7 separate regions of the Mus musculus genome follow, and all the other regions are linked to region 1. The links are chromatin contacts, called in public promoter capture Hi-C maps. All regions are on one chromosome and are shown on one strand. Each heading gives the region's core, a stretch centred on a gene start, on an enhancer-like site or on the middle of the called end of the contact. The rest is flanking DNA. Distances are from core to core; before and after follow the strand shown. Region 1 holds the start of Rnf126 (ring finger protein 126). Region 2 holds the start of Gatd3a (glutamine amidotransferase like class 1 domain containing 3A). Region 3 holds the start of Cactin (cactin, spliceosome C complex subunit). Region 4 holds the start of Pip5k1c (phosphatidylinositol-4-phosphate 5-kinase, type 1 gamma). Region 5 holds the start of Zfr2 (zinc finger RNA binding protein 2). Region 6 holds the start of Atcayos (ataxia, cerebellar, Cayman type, opposite strand). Region 7 holds the start of Agpat3 (1-acylglycerol-3-phosphate O-acyltransferase 3).

The links. Promoter capture Hi-C pulls out the DNA fragments that hold promoters and counts their contacts.
Region 2: a contact with region 1 is called in a promoter capture Hi-C map of liver, with 3 times the contacts expected there. The contact joins the promoter of Gatd3a here to the promoter of Rnf126 in region 1. A contact is called at or near these places in 5 of 39 promoter capture datasets (cranial neural crest, hippocampal neurons, liver and 1 more) and 2 of 115 datasets of contacts at active chromatin or transcription factors (astrocytes and pancreatic cancer cells).
Region 3: a contact with region 1 is called in a promoter capture Hi-C map of liver, with 7 times the contacts expected there. The contact joins the promoter of Cactin here to the promoter of Rnf126 in region 1. A contact is called at or near these places in 5 of 39 promoter capture datasets (the C10 cell line, hippocampal neurons, liver and 1 more) and 1 of 484 Hi-C or Micro-C datasets (CD4 T cells).
Region 4: a contact with region 1 is called in a promoter capture Hi-C map of pre-B cells, with 4 times the contacts expected there. The contact joins the promoter of Pip5k1c here to the promoter of Rnf126 in region 1. A contact is called at or near these places in 4 of 39 promoter capture datasets (hippocampal neurons, liver and pre-B cells) and 4 of 115 datasets of contacts at active chromatin or transcription factors (astrocytes, bone marrow-derived dendritic cells, embryonic stem cells and 1 more).
Region 5: a promoter capture Hi-C map of liver shows a contact between it and region 1, with 4 times the contacts expected there. The contact joins the promoter of Zfr2 here to the promoter of Rnf126 in region 1. A contact is called at or near these places in 3 of 39 promoter capture datasets (hippocampal neurons, liver and neutrophils), 1 of 484 Hi-C or Micro-C datasets (brain) and 1 of 115 datasets of contacts at active chromatin or transcription factors (stem cell-derived neural progenitor cells).
Region 6: a promoter capture Hi-C map of hippocampal neurons shows a contact between it and region 1, with 5 times the contacts expected there. The contact joins the promoter of Atcayos here to the promoter of Rnf126 in region 1. A contact is called at or near these places in 2 of 39 promoter capture datasets (hippocampal neurons and liver).
Region 7: a promoter capture Hi-C map of cranial neural crest shows a contact between it and region 1. The contact joins the promoter of Agpat3 here to the promoter of Rnf126 in region 1. A contact is called at or near these places in 2 of 39 promoter capture datasets (cranial neural crest and embryonic stem cells).

What each region holds. Positions count from the first base shown.
Region 1 is chr10:79,765,682-79,768,249 of GRCm38.p6, forward strand. Rnf126 (ring finger protein 126) reads right to left here and starts at 1,271. Exons shown (of 9, transcript NM_144528.3): 1 at 1,072-1,271. The coding sequence starts at 1,146.
Region 2 is chr10:78,168,481-78,171,048 of GRCm38.p6, forward strand. Gatd3a (glutamine amidotransferase like class 1 domain containing 3A) reads right to left here and starts at 1,275. Exons shown (of 7, transcript NM_138601.3): 1 at 1,115-1,275; 2 at 893-945; 3 at 329-442. The coding sequence starts at 1,249. It overlaps Pwp2 (PWP2 periodic tryptophan protein homolog (yeast)), which reads right to left. Exons shown (of 21, transcript NM_029546.2): 21 at 2,430-2,568.
Region 3 is chr10:81,319,812-81,322,379 of GRCm38.p6, forward strand. Cactin (cactin, spliceosome C complex subunit) reads left to right here and starts at 1,292. Exons shown (of 9, transcript NM_027381.2): 1 at 1,292-1,635. The coding sequence starts at 1,400. Pip5k1c (phosphatidylinositol-4-phosphate 5-kinase, type 1 gamma) reads left to right here. Exons shown (of 18, transcript NM_008844.3): 18 at 1-163.
Region 4 is chr10:81,291,677-81,294,244 of GRCm38.p6, forward strand. It overlaps Pip5k1c (phosphatidylinositol-4-phosphate 5-kinase, type 1 gamma), which reads left to right and starts at 1,287. Exons shown (of 18, transcript NM_008844.3): 1 at 1,287-1,476. The coding sequence starts at 1,383.
Region 5 is chr10:81,231,883-81,234,450 of GRCm38.p6, forward strand. Zfr2 (zinc finger RNA binding protein 2) reads left to right here and starts at 1,281. Exons shown (of 18, transcript NM_001034895.3): 1 at 1,281-1,360. The coding sequence starts at 1,308.
Region 6 is chr10:81,193,397-81,195,964 of GRCm38.p6, forward strand. Atcayos (ataxia, cerebellar, Cayman type, opposite strand) reads left to right here and starts at 1,295. Exons shown (of 3, transcript NR_015477.1): 1 at 1,295-1,326.
Region 7 is chr10:78,350,406-78,352,973 of GRCm38.p6, forward strand. Agpat3 (1-acylglycerol-3-phosphate O-acyltransferase 3) reads right to left here and starts at 1,295. Exons shown (of 10, transcript NM_053014.3): 1 at 1,222-1,295. Gm40709 (a long non-coding RNA gene) reads left to right here and starts at 2,078. Exons shown (of 3, transcript XR_871856.3): 1 at 2,078-2,522.

The sequences.
Region 1 (2,568 bases), core at 21-2,520:
CACATACCACTCTCTCCAAGCTGCCCCCCTTCCTAGACAGGGTTCCTGTCTGTCCTGGAACTAACAGTTGGCCTCAAACTCAGACATCGGCCTGCCTCTGCCTCCCAAGTGCTGAAATAAAAGGTGTATGCCACCACCTGAATTCTTGGAGTTAATCGCCCTGAAGAATGTCATGGTGTCACCATCCAGAGGGAGAGTGCAGAGACCAGAAGGAACTACAGCACCTCTTACCACCCACCCCGTCGTCACCCTGACAGACTCTGGCTAATTACTCCACCACCTTCTCCGCAATGGTAGATTGGCTTACACCAAACTAGCTACTACTTCTTCAAGGACCCACCCAGGCTTCCACCTCGAAGGGCAGGAGCAGGCTCCACGCTTGGCCTGGAAAGGCCACGGTAGGTTGCAAGTACTGAGCGATCACCTTTCCAGGAGCGAGCCTCAAACCTGGGTATGAAACAAGGGATGCCTGGAAGGTGGGAGGTTCTGTCCTGGGAGAGGAGGCCTGGGGATACCAGCCTAGTCAAAGTCACTCTCAAGAAACTTGCAGGATCCCTGGCATGCACCTGGACAAAACCACCTTGAACCGGAAAAGATGCAGGACACCCAAGCAGGGTCCTCAGGATAGATATGTCCAAAGCTACGAGGAAGAAGCAGGAGGCCAGGGGACAACCAGGTGGGGACCGGGGGATGCAACTGGTCAAAGCCACACTGAAGCCTTAGCACAAGGCCTGTAACAGGCAAGGAGGTGCAGGTACGACCTTCCCAGACCCTCCAGCTCCGCCGTCGGATTCGCAGCTCCTCTGGGCGCAGCAGCGAGGCCCGGGGCGGCGCTCGAGGCCGCGCCGCGCGCCCCCGCGTCCTGGCCACGCGCTCGGCGGCCGTCCCCAGCGCGGAGCTCAGCTTCCGAGCCCCACCGGGTCCGACCAAGCCTGCGTCCCTCGGGCGACCCCGCCGCCGCCCTAGGTTCTTGGACCTGCCCGCCACGCTGCTCGCACCCCGCCGGGTCTCAATTTCCCCTCTAGCCAGCTTCGCGCGCACAGCTCCACGGCCCTCCCGCCCAGGTCTCACCGGCAGGCGCGGCACGATCTCTACCGAGCAGCAGTGGCAGAAGTACCGTCCGGGCTGCGGCGACGCCTCGGCCATGGCCACCGCCGCCTCCGCGCCGCCCGCCCCCCGCGCGGCGCCTGCCGCCGGCCGTTTGCTGCTCCCTCGCCGGCCGACGCGCCCGCGCACGCTCACGCATGGCACGCACGGCACGCACGGCAGGCGTGGGGCTCGCGGAGAAACGCGGGCAACGCGCTGCGGGGGGCTGACTCGTGGAGAACGGTGGCCGCACTAGGACAAAATAAGTATTTCCGGAAGCCAGAGACCTGGGTCCAGTGTGTGGGGCGGAGCCTGGGGGCGAAGCGGCGGAGCCTAGTCTCCTTAGTAACCGGGACGGAGGTGAGGGTCAAGACTGCAGAGCATCTTGGGGGCGTGGCCTATCTGGTGTGGGCGGAGTCTAGAGGGCTTGGCACTTGGGGGTGGAAGGGCGGAGTCACGCTTGAAGAGTGCGGAAGTCCAGGGACAGCGCGAAGGCGGGTCGCCTTGGCGATGACTTTAGGAGGTGAAGTCAGACATGGAAGCAGAAGAAGTCAGAGATGGGGGGCCAGCGAGCGGCGGGGCTACGTGGGGGAGAAGACTTTTTGGCAACCTGCGTGGGACAGGGCCTCGGGGAAGCCTCCGCGACCAAAGGGCGGGGCCTTCGTGGGGGCCCGGGATGTCTCTTTGGCAACCTGGGGTAGGTTATAACCTGTAGGCAACTGGAAAGCTTTAGGGTCCGCAGGCTGAGCCTGCGCAGGGCGGGGCCGGGTTTCCATGGTGACGAGACAGCGACGGGACCAATCCTGGAATCCGCCTAGGAATTTGGCGTGAGCCTGGAGGCGGAGCTCCAAGCTTGCGGGGGCCGTCTCCTTGGCAACGAGGATGGGCAAGCCTGAAGGCGGGTGACTATCTCCAGAGCGGGGATGTAGTCGACAGGGCTGAGTTTCTCCGGCATACGGGATTGGATGTAGAGGCCTCGGAAAGCCAAGTACAGTCGCGAAGTTGGAGTCCTTGAGGGGCGGGACTTGGTTGCCTTGCCAATGGCTTAAGTTGTTAGGGCTATCCCTAAAAAAAAAAAAAAAAAAAAAGTGAGGGACGGGGCCTAAGAGACTCCTCCTCTTCTTCGAACCATCAAGCCCTCATTTCCCAGCTTCCTTCCCCTCATTTAGCCTTCCAGACAAGCTTGCCTGTGGATATTTGCTTGCACTGCACTGCCTGTGCCTCCAAGTGCTTGGTCCCCCAAACTCCGGAGTCTCGGCTGCAATGTTGCCTTTTCACGCGGTCTCTACAGCCCTCCTACATACACTTATGTACACCTGATAATCTGTAAAAACAGTGCCGGGCAGAAGGGAGTATCATGTCTGGACGATACACATCAGGTGTTCCACAAACACCCGAGATAAGGATGAAGAAGGGATGCATTCTCTGGTAGAAGGAGGATCCTCTAGCCCGCAGGCACCCCGTGTGACTCTTCAGGAGTGA
Region 2 (2,568 bases), core at 25-2,524, 1.6 Mb before region 1:
AGTCTCTCTACATAGAGAAACTTTGGGAAAACAAAACAAAACAAACAACCCCTCCCTGCCAAAAACAAAGCAACAAGATAAAGGGAACACAGTACCACACAGGGACTAGCCAGAGCAGAGCATGACCACCTCACACCCAAAGGCTACTGCTACCCCTGTAACGGTCACGGGGAGGTCAGAAACATTTGGCCCATGGCCATGTATTTCCAGAACAGCCGGATGACAGTTGCTTTGAGGGACAGACACTTGATCACATAATCAGGAAGGCTACAGTACAGGAGCTGCTCATGGGAACAGGGCTCTTGTAAGGTCCTTTCCCTACCCATACCTGCTTTCCCTCTCAGAAGGCTCCCCCTTGGTGTGGTCAATCACGTGCATCTGAGGGACATCGGGAGCAAAGATCTGGACCTCAGCCCCGCCTCGGCTCAGGTGCACCAGGATCCTATATGAAGAAAATCCACAAAGACATCACTTCCAAATGTGTCCTCCGGCCTCACAGCATGACGATTTTACAGATGGACTGGCACCAAGTGCTGGGGAATTCCTAGTTTATAGGACACCTAGTTGCTTTTACGAAGGCACGGCTCCTGCCGCTTACAGACTTCTGCAAGGTAAGGGTAGAACCAGAATAAGTAGGCAAGGCATCCTTTTACTGACTGATGAGCAGCGAGGGTTGTTGACTCCGCAGGTGTTGCATTTTGGGTATGTTCAAGACCCCAGCTTGCTGCCAGGCATTCTGCCTTCACCCAGGGTCCGGGTGGCATCTTTTGTGTCTTGGCTGTGCTAACTTTGGCTTTGGACTTATCACGATGTGAACCCACTGCGCTTGGTCACCCTCTGGCCATTTCTGCCTTTTAAACCAAGAGAGTGTTTACAAACTCTGAGGACTTACGCTGAGGCCTCATGGATCTCGGTTCCGTCATAGACTCCACAGCCCGACAGCACCTGCAGGAAGAGAGGCACTGACGAGGGCGAGGGCCCAACACGCAATTACCGAGGGAGGGGAGGCTGAACCCCACCAAGAGCCGACCTTGGGCGGACAGCTGGTCGACCCCAGGCTGCGGGGACCTAGCAAGGGAAGGCACTCGGCCTGGGAGTCTGGCTCTGCACTCACCAACGCCACCCTGGCCCCGGGCCGCGGTGCGGAGCTGTGAAGGGCTGCGCGCTGGGAGGGAGCCCGGTGGTATCTGGAGAGCGGTAGGAGCGCAGAAGCCAGCCTTGGCGCCACCAAAACCCTGACGGCAGCCATCACGAAGGGCAGCCAGCCACAGTGGTGTCAGGAGAACGTGCGCCGTGGGGCGGGGTCGCGCCTGGCCAATGGAGGAGCGCGTAACAACCCCTTTCTGGAGAGGGCCAGTGGGTGGGGCCGCGCCTGCGCAGTGACCGACGGCGTACGGGAAACCCAGCACCTTTTTCCCTGGAGGACTAGCGGGAGGGAGGGGCCACAGATCTCAGGACACGCCCCCCCTCACCTAAGAGACCGGTTGGCTGGACTTCTCCAGCTCAATGACCGACCGAGCTGGGACACGCCTCTTCTCGGTTTTGAGAGGGCAAGCAAGCAAGTATGCCAGGTTAGGACCTTCCTGCGATCGACCTTGTTGAGCGGCCCGGTCTGCCTAGTTAATGTTTGAAGGGCGCTCATCTTGGTGTAGGCCACCTTGACTACCTATTGCAATTCCAGTCTATGCAATGACTAAAAACTGATTTTAAATAACGGGGTCAGAGCAAGCCCCGCGCCCTCACGGTGCAATCGTAAATTGCTCCTGCCATTGTGTTCTGGGTACCTCTGCAGCTTCCTCACAGGCCACAGTTCTGCCAGTCACGATTCAGTGAAGAGCTGAGCTGAGCATCGTACCTTCCATTTCCTATTTTGAATCAATGTGATTGCTATAGTTGCATACAGTCCGGTGTCCATCGGGGTAATGACCAGATAACTCCCAGAGTTTCACTGCCTCTCCCTAGCCACAGTGAAGGCTGTCAAAGGTGACCTGGCTTCTCTCAACTCCTAGGGATAATTAGCTGCTGGGTGTTCCCATCTTAAGATGGGAACCCTTTCACATTTAGGAGACATTTAGGCCTGGGATGCACAGTATATGCAGAAGCCAGGGAGCATACAGAAGTGGGTTTGGTGGCCCAACACCATTACAGCGAGTCAGGGATTATTCAGTTTCAGGGGACAGTAGTTGGGGGGAGGGGTGGAGCAGTGTCAGGCAATTTGCATCTGGCTGTCCACAGGGGTGGAGTGGGCATGGTTACCACGGAGCAGACTTGTAAAATACTCCAAACTGAGCCCAGTTTCTGGTATGAGAATTAAACTGGATGAGATGTATGAGATGTATGGTGATGGCTGAAGCATGGTTCAGCACTACTTGCCTGCCCTTCCCTGGGCCCTCAGTTCCACATTCATACCACACACAGACAAAACCAGTAAAGCTTCATAAAACTGTATTTGTACTGCAGATGGGGATCCCAAGATGGCACCAAAACAAGCGGGTCCTTGTCTGGGCGGCCAGGGGCCTGGCTGTCCCTGGGCACATAAGAAGCAGTTTCCTTTTCTACCCCAAGCTA
Region 3 (2,568 bases), core at 42-2,541, 1.6 Mb after region 1:
TATGTGGTCTGGTGTTTGACAATCCAAGCACAGTGTCCTCTTGGCACCAACCAGAGGGGCCTGTCCCTCCAGCGCAGCCGGCAAATGTATGCAGTCCAGGTCCCCGCCCCACCTGTCACAGCCCCTCTTTTTGAGATCTGTAATAAATCTCTAATAAGAAACAGCTCCTCTCCGGTGACTTATGCGTGCGTGCGATGGGAGAGCAGGCGAAGGGTGGGCACCACGTGTTTTGTCTCCCCCGCTCTAAACCCTCCCTGGATCCCACATGATGAATCCCAATTCGCAGATGACTTCCTTTCTCCAAGCCTAAACTTCCCTATCCATAGATTAGCCACAAGTTGAGCGCAGTACGCAAGCTGGCGGGCGTAGTAGTACTCAGACTCGTCCTGGAGTCAGCCAGAGACTGTCTGTTCATGTCCTGTTGTTTTATTAGCTCGGAACCGGTTGCTACAAGGCTACCCTAGAAACCGAGGACTCCCGCGAGCGCTTGGGTCTCCGGGTTTCAATTTTTAGAAGTACACCGGGCCCTGCAGGTTTAAGTTCCGCCCACTCTAGCCACGCCCCTTTGACGTCCTTTTCCAAGCCCAGCAAGACCCCTAAGCGCAGTTTCTGGGTTCATTGGCCCCGCCCTCAGATCCAATGTGTCCATCTCGCCCCCAAGGTCCCGCCCACCGCCGCTCTACTTCCTCCCACTCCTCAGTCGGCCACTCTCGACTACATATCCTGCCCGTACCCATTCACAGTTCGTAGTTACAGATGTCAATCTTGCCTCAATCAGCCCCTCTTCCACCCTCTCAAATCCTGATATGCACTCCTCCGCCCATTGGTCTACGCCTGTCAATCTAGTTTACCAGACCCCGCCCACCCCGGCTCCCGTAACCGCCATTCTTGCGTTCCTTCTCAGGCCACGCCCAGCGCAGGTCCCCGGCCGGGTCTCCCGATCTACAGTTGTCGATCTCCGTAAGCCCCGCCTAACCCAGCCCTATTCTTTCCCCATAAGCTCCTCTACTAGGCTCCGCCCCTAGGGCACTGCCCATGCAAGTGCAGGCTCCGCCCACTAGGCGCCTCTTCCGCCCTGGAACAACCGCCTCGTAGCTCCGCCTCCCTAAGCACGCTACTCGCCGGTCACCTAGGGCGCGAGGGAGGGCCCACCTAGGTCAGTCTCCTTCACTGCATGAATGGAGCGTCAATCCGCTAGTTCTAACGGCGTCCCGTTAGGAATCTACTATGTGTTCCCAGCTTGAGAACTCCGGAGAAATCTCGGGTTATGTTGTCCCTGGAGTCCCGGTTAGAGGGAGTAAGTCATTCCCTGTGATCAGGCGCACTTTGGACAGTCCTTAGAGCGCCGCGCCAAAGGAAAGCCCCCGGCGCCAAGCTTCCTGGTTGTTTACGCGCGCGCATGCGCGGCGCGGGCCGCCAAATGGGTCGGGACTCTCGCTCGCGCTCACGGTCTGTGGGTCGCAGGGGTCGGAAGCAGCGGAGTCGAAGCCGGGGCCGGAGCCGCAGCCGGAGTCGGAGTCGGAGTCGGAGTCGGAGTCGGAGCCGGAGCCGGAGCCGGAGCCATGGGCGGAGCAGCCGAAGGCGACGGGAACACGAGCGGCGGCGCGAACGCAAGCGGCGCAGCCGAGGGCGCAGGTGAGCGTCCTGGGGGCTGCTCGGGCCTGGGAGCCGAGGGACAGGCGGGGCAGTATCCGAGATGCCGGGCTGCGCCGGGGCAAAGGAGACTTCCGGGGACCGCGGGCCATGAGCATAGGGGACCGAATGACTCCACTCGCCACCTCTGCATTCATAGACATTGTCTTGTCCCGGGCTGGCCTCCTGCGTCAGCCTCTGGAATGCTCGGGATTACAAGCCATTGCCTCACAGTTAAGGTTTTTTGCATTTCCTCATAGTTAATTCTGCTCAGTTGACAGCCCTTCTTCTCAACTGGCAGTACTTCTAACAAGTTGACCAAAGCCTAATCAGGACACCGTTCATACAGCACTGGAGATACAAGCCCGAACAGCCACATCTATCTTTTACTGTGGGTACTGGGGATTCGAACTCATGTCCTCAAAATACTACCTGGTGGTATTCCTCTTTCGTGGTTCCTGGGCTGTCAGAGAGTCCATCTATTGGGCCTCTCGTCTGTCATTTCTCATCCCTTCTACCTGTCATCTCAGCAGGACTTGACGGCACTGTACACACCAGTAACCCCAACACTTAGGAGACAGATAAGAACCAGCCTGGCTGTAGAGGGAGTTCCCACCTGATAGCATTGTAGATGTCATATTTAAAATAAAACAAGCACTCAGAAAGCAGAGACAGGAGGGTCTCTGAGTTCCAGGACAGCCAGGGCTACACAGAGAAGCCAGCCCTGTCTCGAAAAAAATCAAAAATTAAAAGAAAATAAAAACTACATAAAAAAGAACTACTCCCTCACTTTTAACCTTCATTTCTCTTGCTGTATTGTCTGTTATGGCCCTGGGACTTGTGTAGCTCTACTATGAAGGACAGCCTAGCTCATGTGGGGAGCAATGTGATTTACAGGCCGGTGAGGCTAGAATTCTAGGCAAGTACCTCAGCACC
Region 4 (2,568 bases), core at 37-2,536, 1.5 Mb after region 1:
GTCTGTACACCTGACCCCTTGTGACTTTCCAGTTTCAGACTTTATTTTTGGTTTTTTGGTTTTTTTTTTTTTTTTGAACTTTGCTTCCTCTTAATTCGAGCACTCCTGACCTAGTTCCTTCCTGTGATGCCCAAAGAGATCTCAGCTTTTATCAGGTGTCCATATCGCTGGAGGAGTTGGTGACCCCATCTTAGTTCCTGCGGCAAGAAGACTTCAGATTCAGGCTTCTAACCCGCTTTCAGAAGGTGCTGTTACTGGGCTCCAGTGACCACACTTTGGAAGCCCAGGCTTAAGTCAAGTTCTGTCCACACCACACACCAAAGCGCTCTTTCTGATGCAATTGTCTTAACGGATGGTCCACGCCTGTCCTAGCAAGGAGGAAGCTCAGACTGGAGTGTCTGTCTCAAAAACACAACAAACAATATATATTACATACATCTTATTATTTTGCAATATGACATATGCTTATTTTTATTGATAACTTATGTTGTAAAGCGATAAAATGACAGTAGTAAAATACACTTCTAATATATGTAATAAATTTCTTTAACGCCCACACTCCTATAGCCCAGGTTGGTCTCTTTAAATCAATATATAGCTGAGGATAACTCAGACCCAGCACTGGGGAGGCAGAGGCAGGAGGATTTCTGAGTTCTTGGATCTCGTAGACTAGGCTGGCCTCAAACTTGGAGATGCACCTGCCTCTGCCTCCAGAGTGCTGGGATTAAAGCTGTGTGCCACCACTGCCCAGTTGTGGGTTTTTTGTTGGTTTTAGTTTTGGGGTTTTGTTTTTTCAAAGATAGGGTCCCACCTATGTAGCCCTGGCTAGGCTGGAACTTGCTATGTAGACCAGGCTAGTCTTAGATTAGCTTGCCTCTGCCTCCGTGTAGTGTCCGCCTAGGGTGCCCCTGAGCCTCATGTCTAGGCTCTGCCCCTTGATATCCGATTGGCTGTAGTAGACTCTAGACCACGCCCCATCTCGGTCCCCTGCAGACGCTCTGGTTTGTTTGAGCTGGTCTGTTCATCCCTCTATGGACGCTTGGAGGCGCTGGTGAGTCGTACTTCACTTTAGCTCCACCCCTGCTACCTAATTGGTCAGGTTCCTCACTTTGCTGAGGCCCCGCCTTCCGCCCCCATACCGCACGTGAACACGTTTCTTCCTGCACCGGACGCCGGAGGGCGCTCGCAACTCCCTTGAGTGTGTGCCGCCCTAAGCCCAGTCCTTATATCCAATTGGTTAGGAGCTTCGCGTCGACGCCAGGCTCCGCCCGGGCCCCGCCCCCTCCCTCCGCCCTGTAGTGCAGGCGGCGCTTGTTGTTCAGCGGCGGCGGCCGAGCTCGGGTGCATCCTCGGGCCCGCCGCCGCCGCCGGAGCGTTCGGCCATGGAGCTAGAGGTGCCGGACGAGGCGGAGAGCGCCGAAGCGGGGGCCGTGACGGCGGAAGCGGCCTGGTCTGCGGAGAGTGGGGCGGCGGCAGGTAATGCGATCCCCCTGGTCGTTGCGATGGGCTCGCCCCTCTCCCCCGCCGTGGCGCGTGGTCTCGACCGCCTGCTTCGCGCTGCGGTGCGGCCTGCCGGGCTGATCCATTCTCAAGCGCGGCACGGGGGTTCACGCGCTCTCCCATTGCGTGTGCGGGGGAGGGGGCATCAGCGTTCCGGCCGGGGAGGCTGCACCGCCCCACCCGGGGATGCGGGGCTTGCAGCGCTCGGCCCATTTTAGGGTCCTTGGGTGACACGGTGGAGCTGCAGGCGGGCGTGGGTGCGGCTCTTTATCCTGGCAGCGTGTGCATGCAGCGAGCCTCTTTTAGATGCATGCGGTAGCAGTGAAGCGGTCCTCCGGTTTGGAGATAGAGGGAACCCGTTTTCTTGCTGCAGGGGATAGAGACAAGCAAGTCATATCTGCCCCTTTGAGTGTGTGGCGAGTGGCTTCTCCACAGTGTGTGGGAATGCTGGAGCACCCTCATTCTAATGGGGGACCCCACTTGCGGACACTGCCTGGCAAAGAAGGGCGAGTGTGTCCTCCATGCGACCCCCTTTGCTGGGCTGTCAATCTTGCAACTGTCACCTTCTGGTCCCTCCCTGCTACACATCACTGATCACCGATATGTTGGCCTCAGTTTACCTCCCTCTAAAATTCGGGCTGGGGAAGGATAAAGGAATGATGTTGAGGTGTCTTCTCTGTCCTGGCTGGGTGAGCAGATGACCCGTCAATCCCCCAACCTCCCAGTCCCTTCTCCCTGGACCCTGTGGGGCCACCCAGCTTCCTGGTGTCCCCTTCCTTGTCAAGAGCAGCATCTCTGGGTTTGCAGTCTGTATGCAGGGCGGTCGGGATGCACAGCTGAAAGAGAACAGAACACTCCCTTCTCCATGGAGGTCACAGGAACTTTCTGGATTCACAGAACTCTAGGCTCCCTCAGTAGTGCTCTGTGGCTGACAGCTGAGTTAGGTCTCTGTGGGCTCACTTAGGCTTCCAAGGTTCTCCCTCGCTGTCCTCATGGAAGACCAGGAGGGAAGGAGGAGCCAGGGAGCCAGGGGTCTTCAACCCCAGGCGCTCAGCTTTTTTTTTCTAT
Region 5 (2,568 bases), core at 31-2,530, 1.5 Mb after region 1:
GTTACCAGAAGTAAAAGAGAGCAGAGAAGGATGTCCCCAGTGTCCATAAAGAACTAATCGCCCAGACTTTGGTCCCTGAAAGTGTGAGAGAATAAATGTTTGGGGTTTAACCCCCCTCCATTCAGTTTCTTATCTTTCCTGGTAACTAATATAAGACCCCACATAGTAGTGGATCTCCAAGGTTCTTTCTGCACATCCTGTGAGCACATCAAGTTCCTTCCTGCCACAAGGCCTTTGCCTGTACTGTCAGTACTCTCGGATCTCCTACGTTCATACGAGTGTACATGTGAGTATAGGTCACATAGGCTCTCTCTTCCTGACAACAGGTTTGTTCTAGGCATTTCCCACCATGGAAATGCGTGCCTACTGTCTCACTGAGCACGAGGCTCATTCACCTGTCGGTGCGGCCATAACTCCCACCCACTTTCAGAACCTTCCATCTACCCACACTATGCCCATCACCTCCCTACTTCTTATATCTTACTTCCTGTGTCTGTCAGTCTGAGGACTCCAGGAACCTCCTGGAAGTGAGATCCTGGTCCGAGTGTCCTTTTGTGTCTGACTCATGCTGACATGCTGTCCTCAAGGGCCATCCATCCATGTTGGAATAGGTGTCTGGGTTTCCTTGCATTTTCTGGGCTATTACTCCATTTTGTGTGTTTCCTTTAGCACTGATAAATCAGTTTGCACCTTTCTAGAACACGTCAGAAGTTGGACTCTCAGAGGCAAAAGTCAAGGGCACAGGGCTTGCAATAAATAATAGGGGAAAAGATCACATGTAACTCAAGAGAAACTGCCACAGTCCCCCTGCCTTCTAGAAAGACGTGGGCTACACACCTAGAGCCTTAAGCCTTGGAGGCCACACATGCTCAGGTCAAGGATGGTCACGTGCCACCCACCCACTCTCTCAGCCTTGGAATTTCTCAAGCTTTCTCAAGAATCAGCCAGCTCTCTGCCTTGCGTCCAAGAAGAGATAAGGAAGGTGGCAGTGTACATCAGCAGGTGATGGGGCTTGCCGCCAAGCCCAACTACTGGAGTTTGATCCTTGATCCCTGGGACTCCACGTGGCGGATGGCAGGCCGGGTCTAGAACCGACTTCCCTAAGATGTCCTTTCATCATCATAGAGGCACCTGAGTTAGGCGTCCTCCGTAGGGGGCGGGGCTTGGCCGGTGGGCGGAGACAGGCTGAGGCTCTCTGGGGCTAGGGATGGCAGGTTCGAGCAGGGGCGGGGCTTGAACGAGCACGGGGCGGTGCGTCGGGGGCAAGGCCCTGACGTCACTCCCGTGGGCTCCGGGAGGACGTGGACATGGCGGCTAGCAGCTCTTCCGGCCTCGCGCAGGGCACCAACCCGTCGTCCAGGTAACGAGCCCCGTGGGCGGCGAGGCGCCCCAACCCCGCGGGACTCGGTCGTGAGTCACGGGGAGCGGGGCGGGCCCGAGGCGGGGCGACGGCCCCTGGGGTCCGCGGGAGGGCGGGGCGGGGAGTCCGGGGAGTGACAGGCAGGGTGGGGGCGGGGACCCCGTGGGGATAGGGCTAGCCTAGGAGGGACCGACCTGGATGGGTAGGGTGGGGACCGAGGATGGAGGACAGAGTTGGGGGAGGGGACTGACCTCAGAGAGGACCTGAGACCTTGGGGAACCTTCCAAGCGGGAATAGGGTGGGGTGTTCTGGCCCCTGATGGATAGAATTGGAGTTTTTGGTGTCTGATGTATGGGGGAATCCTCCAGGCAGGGATGGAGTCAGAGTTCTGGTTCCTGATGGATGGAGGACCCTCGAGACGGGGATGGAGTCTGGGGTTCTGATGTCTAGTGGATGGGGGACCCTCCAGATGGGCCTGAATTGGGGGTTCTAATCCCTGATGAATGGGGGACCCTCCAGGTGAGTATGGATTGGGGGTTCTGGTGTCTGACAGATGGGTTACCCTCTAGACAGGGATGAATTTGGGTTCAGTCCCTGATGGATGGGGGGCTCTCCAGACGAGGATGGGGTCTGGGGTTCTGTGTCTAATGGATGGGGGGCTAAGCTAGGCAGGGTAAAGTGAGCCTCTGGTCTTTGGAAGTCAGTAAAGCACAGGCAAGTGGCACAGGCTTCCAATCCAATCTTTGAAGAGAGAAGCTGAGGCAGTGTGTGTGTGTCTAAGTTCAGGGCTAGCCTGAGCTACAGTGAGTATGAGGCCAGGCTGAAGAACTAAAGGAGATGTTGTCTCTAAATAAAAGGCCACATGAATAATGTCCGTGCCAAGTGGAGAGAAGGCGCTTGGCTGTGTGTGAGGAGTTGGGGGCTGACGGCTGGGGACGAGTGTCCTCTTCACTCAGTGGCTTGGTTAGGGTTACAGTTGCAGTGATAACACACCCGGGCCAAGAGCTGGTGAGAGGGTCACTGTGGGGACCAGAGTTCCAGGTCTGTAAGTCAGGCAAGTCCACTGCCGTAGCACAACACACACAAATATACAAATGATGAAAAGAAAAAAAAAAAGAAAAGAAAACGCTCCAGTCAACAGCAAGCTGGGAGGAAAGGATTTGCGTGACTCACACTTCCAGATCACCATGACAGGAGCTCACACAGGG
Region 6 (2,568 bases), core at 45-2,544, 1.4 Mb after region 1:
CTGTGAGGCGGCAGGAGAGAGCCAGGCCAGGTTCCAAAGTCTGAATGCTGGCTGCCCTCTCTGAGTCCCACACCCTATGGCAGCTTAACCACCTGTAGGTCAAGATTCTGGGATCCAACACCTTCCGCTGTCTATGGGCATGGGGCGTGCACATGATGCACAGACACAAGCTCATAGAGAAGCCATGTGGGATGGCAAAGGCCTGGGGATCCGGATTTGTGAATTCAAGGTCATCCTGGTCTACAGAGTGAGTTCCAGGACTACACCTAAAAACCCATCTCAAAAAAAAAAAAGTGACTGGAGAGATGGCTCAGCTGTTAAGAGCACTGACTGCTCTTCCAGGGGTCCTGAGTTCAATTCCCAGCAACCACATGGTGGCTCACAACCATTTATAATGGGATCTGATGCCCTCTTCTGGTGTGTCTGAAGACAGCTACAGTGTACTCATATACATAAAATAAATAATTTTTTTAAAGCTGTTGCCATAGGCCCCTTCACGAGCTTTCCCGATAAGCCCACATTTTACAAAAATATGAACGTGTAATAGAGCATCCTCGGGACCCAGAAATGGAGCGTTATTTGGGAAGATTGGTCTGTTAGCTAAATTGAACGAAGGTGGGGCTGAGCTGTAGGCAGAAGAGGAATGATATAGAACAGATAGGTTCAAGCTGGAATGGGGGACCGGAGAATGCCGGCTCCGGGTGTGTGCACCAGGTTTCTGTTTCCGTATCAGGGCTTCACCCGGTTAGTGAGGACGGGCTCGTGGCTTCAGGTAACGCTGACGACAGCTGATAGGGCCGACACAGCTGACAAACCCCTGTGGCTTCTCAACCCGCTTTAAACTCCAGGGGCCAATGAGTTCTTGTGTCTCCAAAGCTGGTAACCAGACACCCCAAGTTATGAGCCTTGTCAGACGTCTGGGGCTTAGTAGCAAGGCCCCCTGAGTTGAGTCTTAATCAGTTAATTGACGCATTTATACGTTTTTGAGACAGGCTTTCACTATGTATCCTTGATCTGTGTTTGTGGTCTAGTTCGTACCTCCCCACAAGCTCCCTCGGGTTTAGCCTCTTGTAGGTCAGAGGGCACTGCTGTGCGCCATCCCGCCCCCACCTCCACCCGACCCAACCCCCCACCCCCGTCACAGCCTGGAACAGGTGCACGTAGCAGACCGGGCCTAGCCACGTTCGCGGTCGCTCAGCTCTTGACCATACTAGGGCAAGCAGCTCCCTCGCTATTAATAACCTGGCGGGGAGCCGGCGTCGTGTCTATAAAGCCGAGCACGCCAACCCCAAGCGGCTCCTTCAACCCCTGAGATCTTAAACAAAAGTAAGTACGCCAACCATCTCCCCTCCTTGGCCCTCACCCAGGCTTCCTGCGGCAGAAATGACCCCAAAAGTCAAAGAATTGTGTTAAAACGAAGGATGAGTGAAACACAGACCCTGCTGGTCCCGAAGGCTTGTGGGACAGCGGGCAGGAGGAGCTGTCATCTAAAGGGTGCAGAGCCAGGGACATCCCATCCTACCCAAGTGACCCCCAAGAATGCATGTGTGTCTTGGTGTGGGTGGTGAAGAGCTGGGGGATCAAAGAGGGGACTCTCTGTGTCCCCAAACTCAGTTCTCCTCTGGGTATGCAGCTCCCTGAACTTCTCTGTAGTTCAAAGCCAAAGCCATTTTTTTTTTTTTTTTGAGGTAGGGTCTCTGTAGCCCTGCCTGTCCTGGAACTTGATATGTCCAGGCTGGCCCTGGACTCAGGGAAATCCTCTTCTCTCTGCCTCCTGAGCGCTGGGATCAAAGACACGCACCACAACTCCTGGCTAAAGGGATTTTGTGGCTGTCCCACATGCATAAACCCAAGGTGTGTCCCCAAATTCCACCTGTGACCCATTACTGCAGACCTACTCCTGATGGCTGGAGAGACGAGGAGATGAGAAGTTCCTTTCCAGACAACTTGCAGTCACCGGGTGCATGGTGGTGTGTGGGGGTAGGGTGGATGACCTGGGGACACCCACCACTAGTGACTTCTGGCTCCTGTCAGCCCCTCCCCTCTGGCTTTGGCTGATCTTCCACTTAGTGTCCAGGATGCCCATCTCTTCCCTGGCCCTTGGAGACCTGAGGTCTGGAGAGCAGTGACCTTTGCAGGTGACAGTGTTGGACCAGGTGGGGCCCTGGGGTCTAAGTGCTGACTGAGTGTTCCGCTGAGCGCTGGCTGATGTCTGTGACAGGTGTCAGTGCAGGGATAGGACAGCACAGGGTGGGGAGGGCTGCCTGTCACCCATCTCCAGGTCCTGAGCAAACCACCACTATCACCTCAGTCTCTGGGTGTGGTTATTAGGACTTGGGGTGTGTGGGTTTTGGTGAGGTCACAGTCCTAGGGTTAAGTGTGGGGCAGGAGAGTCAACAAGAAAAGCTGAGAATCTGGTTCGGTGGATAAAGTGTTTGTCTCGAGTGCGTGGGGACCTTGGTCAGAATCCCTAGGACTCAACTCAACTGAGGCACAGCAGTGTCTGTATGGAGTCTGGAAATCCAGCCAGGCAGGGGACCTTATGCTCTGCTAGGTCCCACAGGCCAA
Region 7 (2,568 bases), core at 45-2,544, 1.4 Mb before region 1:
TAAACTTCCATCTTTGCTCATCCCATACTATACAAAGATCTTACTATGCCCTACCTGCCTCCAAGTGGGCCAGAGACAGATGTATACAGATTTTTACTACCCTGACTGGGCTGGAGGAAATCAGAGTCCCTTTGCTCTTCATTTAAATTCTGGCTGTGGAGATTTGTGACATAATCCAGGACAAGTGGCTAGCCTTGCTCCTCAGACCCCAGTGTGTTTCAGAGTCTGTTAGCACAGAGTCGCAGCTATATGCCCCAGAAAAGAAGTAAACAACTCCTCTACTGCAGTAGATGCTCCTTTTGTAACTTCTGAAGTAGATCAGTTACTTTCTGTTCAGTTTCCCCAGTCCCCTAGAACACACAGGCACTGTCCTTCCCAGGTGCTGGGCCTGTTATCTGGGAGCAGCTTAGGGTGAGACAGAGACCTCCCTTCATTTCCAGCATCCCTCCCATCTTCCTTCCCTAGGAGACACTGTATTTAACCCACTTCCCACCAATTCCACAGGCAACTTCTAAGACCTAGACCTTCTGCCCTGCTGCTGTACAGATAAGAGCAGGTGGGGGCCACACACAAGGCCTCCAGTAGGTCCAGACTGAGTTAGGTCAGACATCCAGCTGACATCCACCTGCTGAACATAGCCATGCTGAGGAGCACATGCCACCAAGACCAAAGAGAGGCTGGCAAAGCCATTGCATGTAACTGCCTTTGGAAACAACGTAATTACAAAGCACAGAGTGTGATACTAGGAATCAATCTTATAGGCTAAATCCTAAAGTTGGAAGGAGTCCTGCTTACCTAATAAGGGGAAGGGACAGTAAGGGAGTGATCAAAGTGCACAGAGACCCCTTTGAAAGGGGCACAGTCCATTTCCCAATGTCATCGAAGCAGAAAGAGCTGCTTCCACTCAGTTCCAACAGCCACCAACCCAGCACCCCCAACCGGCACCCTGTGTCCAATCCCAGAATCCAAGATCTTGGCTCTGGACGAGTCATTCCAATCTGTCTCAAATCCAAGTAGCCTTCTCGTTTCCCAGGAAGAAGAACCCAGTCTCTTAAGTATTCTCTTAGAGAAGACTTTCCACACTGCTTTAAAAAGTTAGGTTTGAAAGGCCATTTCTAAAATCATTTCCCTGTGCCCCTAAACTTCTCTCGAAGTTAAAAAGGAAACCTGAATATATTTTCCACCCAGCTTAAGTGTTCACAATCCTCCTGTCGTAGGTACCTGGGGTCAACTGCTCCGGGGCTCCAGGCCCACCGTGGACAGGTGTTTTCCTCCAGAGGCTCTGGTTACTGAATGACCCCAGCGCCTGAGTGAAACGTGGAAATTCACAGTCGGCCTTTGGTCTCAAACGCCAAAGTCAAGAAAAAAAAAAAACAACAACAACCGAGCCCTCGCACCTTCCTCCAGGGCGTCCCACCTGCAGCCCTCCCTCCGCGTTGAGCAAGCAAAAAAGTGAAACTAGCCCACAGGGCCCCGAAATCAGGCATGGGGGGCTCCCCCAGAGCGAGGAGCCGGGAGCCGAGCAAGGTTCCCCCCGGAGAGGGGCCCCAAGGCCGCCCAGGCCCTCTCGTCGGGCCCCGCATCCCCATCTCTACCCGATCGCCCGCATCCCCAGGCCGCCGCGCACCCCGCACAGCACCGGCGGGCCGGGCAGGCCGCACAGGGGCCGGGCGGGACCCGGAGCCTCCAGGCGCCGCGCTCTCCAGGCCGCGCGCCCCGCGGAGCGCAGCCGGCCACTGCGGCGGGGCCCGGCGACCGCGGGCGGGGGACGACCTCCGGCGGCTCGGCCGGGCTCGGCGCGGCTCACCTGCACTCCACCTGCTGGTCGCGGTTCTCGCGTCGGGCGCGCGCGGCCTGGGCCCGGCCCGGCCCTGCGTCGGGGCCTCAGCGAGTGCGGCGCCCGCCGCCCCGGGCCCCCATCGCCGCCCTCCGCCTCGGCGCCGCCGCCACTTCCTGTGCGCGGCGATCCCACAGTTCCGCCGGCGCGGGACGCCAGGCGCGGGGACGCGGGGACACGCGCGGACCGACGCGCGGGGGAGGAGTCGCGGCCCGCGGCGCAGCGGCGACCGCCTCGGCCAACGGACAGCAAGCGGGGGAGGGGACGCGAGGCGCGCCCCGCGGGAGCAGCCTCCACCCTCCCTGGCCAGCGGGATGTTCCTAGACCCAGTCCGACTCCCTTTCAGCTGCCTGCGGTCCTCCGGAGTCCCACTGGGGTGTTCCTGGGCCCAGCTTGAATCCCCTCTTTTAGCCCACTGAAGTCCTTCTGGGGTACTGCGGTGTTCCTGGGCCCAGCCTGGATCCCCTTGTCCCCCTGAAGTTCTTCGGGGTGTTCCTGGGCCGTACTTGGACCCCCGATGGTTCCCTGGAGTCCTCCTGGGTTGCCTCCCCCAAGAACTGGAATATTCCTAGGCCCAGCCTGGATTTGCCTCCGTTCAGCCTCCTGAAATCATTCTGAGCCTCAGCCTAGACCCCTTCCCAGTCCCGGAGGTCCCCTTGAGACCCAGGATGTTTTGATGGCTCAGGTTAGACTCCCCTTCCTTCTGAGTCCTCCTGGGGACGCCTGGAAAT